2 separate regions of the Pan troglodytes genome follow, and region 1 is linked to region 2. The links are chromatin contacts, called in public Hi-C maps. All regions are on one chromosome and are shown on one strand. Each heading gives the region's core, a stretch centred on a gene start, on an enhancer-like site or on the middle of the called end of the contact. The rest is flanking DNA. Distances are from core to core; before and after follow the strand shown. Region 1 overlaps STIM1 (stromal interaction molecule 1). Region 2 holds the start of RHOG (ras homolog family member G).

Region 1 (3,324 bases), core at 355-2,854, 220 kb before region 2:
CAGGCCCTGAGTTCCTTTCCTAAGTATCTTCCTTAGTGGATAAGATCTCAAGGGCATAAGTTATAATGTAAGTCTACCCTTGCACCGTCACACACATTCCCTCAGTTCACCGACAAAACCTTCCATCCAGCTAAACAAGCCTTCTCCCTTCTTCACTTCTTTCCTCCACACGGCTATCTATGTTAATACACTCATTCATTCATCTATTCATTCACCAAGTTCTTTCAAGTGCCTACTAAGTGCCAAGCCCTGTGCTAAGCCCTAAATACATGGCGATAAATCAGAAAGCCCTCCCTGCCACTGAGGAGCTCATGATTTACTCCAACAAAGACAAGTAAACAGATAACTCTATACAGTGTGACAAATTCTATAATACAAAGATATATATATATATATATATATAAGATCTTGGGTCCGCCCAAAAGATGGAGTAATCAGCTCTGCCTGAAAGGAGTCAGGGAAAGAAAGAGAGACTTGGACTACACCCAGAACAAAGACTGAGAGTTTGCTAATCCCTTTGGAAGAGAAAACAGACTTTACTGTCTGGTCTTCCTTTCTAAGTAAAAACCACCAGGTTACCAGGGGACCAGATTAGGAAGGAGAAAGGATGGTGAAGAAGAGATAAGATATATAGCTTAGACTTGAGGTATAGAAAAGAAAGGATAGACTACAGAACAAGAAGGACCCCTAGAGAACACTGACCACTGAGATAATTAAGTAGATGAAACAAACAGAACTCAATCTGTAAAAAAAAAAAAAAAAAAAAACCTCTAAGTCCAGAGCTATCAGTGGCGGAGACTTCAAAAGACATCACGGAACAAGCAAGGAGGTAAGAGGAGGAAATGTTAGGCTGCAAGCTTCCCGCAAATTGTAATCTGCCTAATTGGTCCCTGAAGAGAAAGGGAGTTGAACCCCCTGAAAATGAACACCAGATGGCGATATATGCATAGGTAAAGACAAATCAGAGGCGCCATTTCCTGCCATCTCCTTCCCTTGCTGAATATCCTCCTTTACTGTACTCTTCCATGACCCAACTATATAAATTTACACCATTAAGGATTCACTTCTTCACTGAAATACTGTCCTTTATGAAAGCAGCCTCTTGAGAAAAGCCAATACTATGATATGTCTGTCCCTTATAATAATAGCGAGCTCCTTTAAAGTAGAATCAAGACTGACCCCCTTTCATAGTTCCAATAAGGTCTGTTAGAGATGGAGATCAATAATTATTGTTGGGTGTAGAAATGAGCAAATAAGTATACAATTAAGCACTGCCCCACTCCAAGGCAACAACAATTAGCATTGCAATTAGTCCTGGCTCTAAGCAGTTGTGTGACTATGAGCAAGTTTTGCCTGTTTTGGGAATCAAAATTCCTGCCTGCCTCAAATAATTATCTTGAAACTCAATGAAATCCTAACTGGACTGTATATGTAGAATTACATTTATTCACATAAATTATCAGGAACTCTGTAATAAAGCTCTGTGAAAGCTGGCATTGCAGGTCTGTTAATACAAGGAGGAACCAGGTGGCATGTGGGCTCTGGACACTCAGAGGAGGATATATGTGTGCATGTGTGCAAGCCTATCTCTAGGGGGAAAAGGGGAGGGGTGTCTTTGTCTCTTTCTAAGTGCCACAGTGGTCATTTAGCTCTGGAAGCTTTAGGGAGCAGGGAGTGCTGGGAGCTTAGTTTTATCCCCAAACTTGGAATGTCTCCTGCCTAGATTCTTTTGCCTTTGGAATGGAAACAGTACATGTTTTTCAAACAAATGAGGTATGGGGACTGCTCAGACAGCAGCAGTTAGCTCCTAATTGGCAAAGGGCCCAAGAACAAGGGGCCCAGCAAAGTAGCCAGGAATCAGCTTAGAGATCAGACCCCTCTTGCTCCCTAGAAGCCCAGCCCATGGAAATAAATCCAATAAGTCTGCTACCTCAGTAGAGGCAGCACCCTGGAGTGTCAAAATTCCTAGTTCACTACTTACTGATATATGACCCTGAACAAAGCACTTACCCTCTCTGAGCCTTCATTTCCCCAACTCTAATAGTACCTACTTCAAAGGGCCATAGTGATTAAAAGCAATAATGCATTTAAGTATTTAACAATACCTGGCTCACAAGAAGTCTTTTCCCTATCCCTCCAAATTAAATAGTGTTTACCATTTAAAAATAACACAATGGCTGGGCACAGTGGCTCAGGCCTGTAATCCCAGCACTTTGGGAGGCTGAGGTAGACCTCTTGAGTCCAGGAGTTCAGGAAAAGCCTGGGCAACACAGCAAGACCCCTGTCTCTACAAAAAATAAAAAAATTAGCCAGGCATGGTGGCATGCACCCAGCTACACAGGAGGCTGAAGCAGGAGGATCTCTTGAGCCCAGGGGGTGGAGGCTGCAGTGAGCCATGTTCATGCTATTGAACTTCAGCCTGGGCAACAGAGCAAGACCCAGAGTCAAAATAATAATAATAATAATAAATAGAAATAAATGAAAAGACAAGACTTCATTTCCTTTTACATGAATTCCTGCAAAGACTTCCCAACTAGAGTCCCTAGGCTTCCAGAATCATTTTCTAAAAGACAGTCTTGAATAGACCTCTCCTCTTCTCAAAAACAAAACAACCAAAAAAACCTGATTTGACTCTCTATTGCCTTCTGCATCCTACTAACTTCCCCACATGCATCTTAAGGTTCCAGGGATCTGACCCCACCCTATACACTCAACCTCCCAGGACCTCCCTACCCATCTTTAAAGGCTACCTCCTCAGAGTCCCACATCCACTCATCCACCTCTTTGTCTTTCTAGACATTAGCATTCTTATCCTATAAGCTGAGTCTGGAACTAAGTCTGCATTAAGTGTGCTCTCACTGCTGCTTCTTGTGGGTGTGTAAGTTTTGTTTCCTCAGGACCAGTGAATTTCTCATAACTGCCATCACAGAACTGGTTCCTAGATGTCAGGACTGACTGACTGACTGACGGGCACTCTCTTTTCACAGTTAAATCTTCTGCCATAGTTTTGAAGTCACATTTTATTTTAACAGAATCCCAGACCATCTGAGTTGGAAGTGTTCTCCTAGGAGAGTTTAGCATTCTCCCAGGTCAATCCCTTCATATTACCAATGAGGAAATAAGTCCTGGGAGGGAAAGAAATTTATCCAAAGTTATACAGCAAGTTAGTGTTTATGAGATTTAGACTCCTTATAAGAAAGAACTAAGGACAGTAAGAAGGAAGGTTTTGAGGTTTCTTTGGGGAACAGTAAAGAACAGTTCATTACATCTATTTATATGTTAGCAGAAGCAGTCCAGAGACAGGCAGAAGGAAGAATGACCCCA
Region 2 (3,131 bases), core at 248-2,747:
AATGTCATTAATAGACAGTTTTAAATTACTTATGTGGTTCCTATTAAATTTATTTTTAAAAAAATATAAGTAGGCTGGGTGTGGTGGCTGACGCCTGTAATCTCAGCACTTTGGGAGGCCAAGGCAGGTGGATCAACTGAGATCAGTAGTTCGAGACCAGCCTGGCCAACAGGGTGAAACCCCGTCCCTACTAAAAATACGAAAATTAGCCAGGTGTGGTGACATGCACCTGTAACCCCAGCTACTCGAGAGACTGAGGCAGGATAATTGCATGAACCTGGGAGGCAGAGATTGCAGTGAGCCGAGATCGTGCCACTGCACCCCAGCCTGGGTGACATCGTGAGACTGTCAAAAAATATATGTGTGTGTTTGTGTTTATAGAGACAAGGTTTCACCATCTCTGTAATTACAGGCAGACGCCACCGCGCCAGACTCTTAGAGTATGATATTTTTAAAAGATATTTGTTTAGTGTTTGAGATACGCATTGACAACAGGTCTTTTACACCCATTCTCATGTTATCTTCAAAACTACGGGGTGAAATATAATTATTCTATTTTACCAAAGACAGATTTGAGGCTCAGAAAGGTTAAGCTATTTATTCCTGGAATCAATCCGTTTATTTGAAAAGCTTCTGGAAGACAGGGATCCTGTCTTAAACGCTGTGTTTCTTCACAGCACCTAGCACTTAGCTCTCTCCACGTGGTAGGCGCTCAGAAACTTTGTGCTGAACGAAGGATATGGATTCTCAAGTCAAAGCTCCGAGCGCAAAGCCAGGGAGAGAAGCACCAGAGGGCGCCCATGAGCCCGCCCACCCGCGGGTCGCCGGGGCCCAAGCTGGACCTCAGGCCTGGGTGCGGCTCTTCAGCCCCAAGCAGCTGCGCGCCCCAGCAGAACAGGGGGCGAGGGGGCGAGGGAAGCCCCAAGTCCTCCGTCCGCCCCGCCCCCTCCCCAGAGCCAGGCCTCGCAGAGCTGCACGGTGCTGAATGACGACTCGACATCCTGTTTTTGGGGCCCGCGGCTCCGCCTGCGCCTCTGCTGATCTTGTCTTTCCCTTGGGTGCTGACGCCAGCTCCTCTTCCCCCCGAGTCTCCCCACCCTCCCCAGGGGTCTGGGGCCTTCCCACTGCTGAATCACCACCACCCCGCACTCCCCCGGGGCTCAGGGCAGGGGCGGGGACTGCCCCAGCCTCGGCCACCACTCTATCCCTGGGGTTGATTGAAGGCACCGGGCCCAGGGGCGCCTTTCTCAGCATCTTCCCGCGGAGGCTGGTGGGGGCGGGATGGGGGGAAGAGGACGAACGCCTAGCGCCTAGGGTAGGGCCTCCAGGGGTAGGGTGGCCAGGAGGAGGCGGAGAGACTTGACCTTGGGAGGCCTGACTTACTGACCGCAGGGGCAGCGGACTGGGAGGGGAAAGTGGCAAGCCCGGGACTGGGCCGGGGGCGAGGCTGGGGGCGGGCCGGGGCTGGAGAGGGGGAGATCGGCCCTCGGACTTCCTGGTCGGGCCCCGCCCCGGCCCGCCCCGCCTCGCCGGCCCGCCCCCCCCACTTCCTCCGGCCTCCCGCTCTCACTTCCTTCTCGAGCCCGGAGCCGCTGCCGCCGCCCCCAGCTCCCCCGCCTCGGGGAGGGCACCAGGTGAGGCCCGGCCGGGGCTGGCGGGTAGGGGTCCGGGGGAGGAGAGCCCGGCCGGCCCAGGACTCGGCGCGGGCGCCGGCTCATGAGTTTGCTGGCGGAGGCCGCGGGCGGGAGCTTCTCGGTTCAGTCCAAGTAGGGCGGGCGCGGCCGGCCGGGCGGGGCGGGAACGGGGCCACTGCGAGCCGGCGGAGGCTCGGCGAGGGTGGCTTCCCGGCGGCTGTACCGCCTCTAGGGAGCCGAGAGGGACCCCTGAGGTCGGAGGGTCCCGGGCTCCAAGATAAGTGTCTCTGAAGTGGAAGAGCTCAGAGCTGGGAGATAGGACGCAGGTGGGGTGTCCTCAGAAGTTGGTGGGGGGGGTGTTGAGAAGTGCGTGAGGGGAGAGGGCTTCTGGGCTGGAAAAGGCGCTCCCTCTGCTCTGGCAGTTGTGACACTTGGGGTGAGAGGGGCGGTGTCGGGGGCCTCCGAAAGCTCTCTCCCTGTCAGATGGATGCTAATACAGACCCACACTCGGTCTGCAGCCCCAAGGCCCTCTGCACTCAGGAGGACTGGGGTTGGGTGGGGGAGCCCCGCCGACCCCAGTCGTTGTCTGTGTGTCTGTTTTCCTGAGTCCCGACCTTACCTGGAGCCAAGCAGTAGGTATTTAGTGAGCAAACGCTGTTCCTAGCTGACCAGAGCCTGGCCTTGCTCTTTTGGGAGTAACTTGGTCTTGCCCTGTAACTGGAAGTGGAAGGACTCTCTGATTCAGAGGTACTGATAGTCCCTGACAAGTTTTTGTTGCGTCTTTTGGGGACAATTGAGAACCATCTCCTAGTGTTCCTCTTCATTCTTAGTCCCTGAATTATACACATGCTCCTAGGTCTCCCTCCACACCTTCTTTACTTTCTACTCACAAATCCGCCATCACTCTCTTCTCATCCCTTCCAGTCTCTTTTCCTCCAAACATACGGTCATACCTAGGCGTTGACCTGTCTTCACCTACCCTGCCCCATGTTTGTCTTGGTCCTCTGCAACCTGCCCCATCCCTTCCCTTCCCAGCTCTGGCACCCACACACATACACCTCCTTGTTTCTTCCATCACCCCTCATTCCTTTTGAACCCTCAGCCTGTCACCCTTTCTGTATCCTTCCCTCCCACCCACTTATCTCCAGCTTTGGAATCAGGATCTGTTGTTGAAGACTTAGTGAGTTCTAGAGTCTTTTCAAACCTCCCTAGCTTGGAGAGGCAGTCTGCAGCCTCCCAGTGATAGAGAGGATTAAAGAGCTGGAAAGCCTCTGTGTGTGTGTGTGTGTGTGTGTGTGTGTGTGTGTGTGTGTGTTCGCGCGCGCGTGTGTCTGTGTATCTACATCTTCATCTCTTAGAGATGGATTAAAGAGCTGGAAAGCCTGTGTGTGTGTGTGTGTGTGTGTGTGTGTGTGTGTGTTCGCGTGCGCGTGTGTCTGTGTAACTACATCTTTATCTCTTACAGACAAAATAACTGCCCTCAGCCTTGAGAGGGCC

What was found. Hi-C and Micro-C count contacts between places; a contact is called where the count stands out from the background.
Region 1: a contact with region 2 is called in a Hi-C map of stem cell-derived neural progenitor cells, with 5 times the contacts expected there. The contact joins the enhancer-like site here to the promoter of RHOG in region 2. A contact is called at or near these places in 5 of 7 Hi-C or Micro-C datasets (blood, induced pluripotent stem cells, a lymphoblastoid cell line and 2 more), 1 of 1 datasets of contacts at active chromatin or transcription factors (stem cell-derived excitatory neurons) and 1 of 1 other capture datasets (stem cell-derived neural stem cells).

What each region holds. Positions count from the first base shown.
Region 1 is chr9:8,198,566-8,201,889 of NHGRI_mPanTro3-v2.0_pri, reverse strand. The region is part of intron 6 of STIM1 (stromal interaction molecule 1); the gene reads right to left. Among named protein-coding and RNA genes, the nearest start is that of RRM1, 22 kb to the left of the region's middle. Within about 2 kb of position 1,604, at least 4 of the 24 cell types and tissues checked have an H3K27ac peak or open chromatin away from gene starts, as enhancers often do. A contact at or near this core is called in stem cell-derived neural progenitor cells, where this site is marked.
Region 2 is chr9:7,976,863-7,979,993 of NHGRI_mPanTro3-v2.0_pri, reverse strand. It overlaps RHOG (ras homolog family member G), which reads left to right and starts at 1,497. Exons shown (of 2, transcript XM_016920234.3): 1 at 1,497-1,634.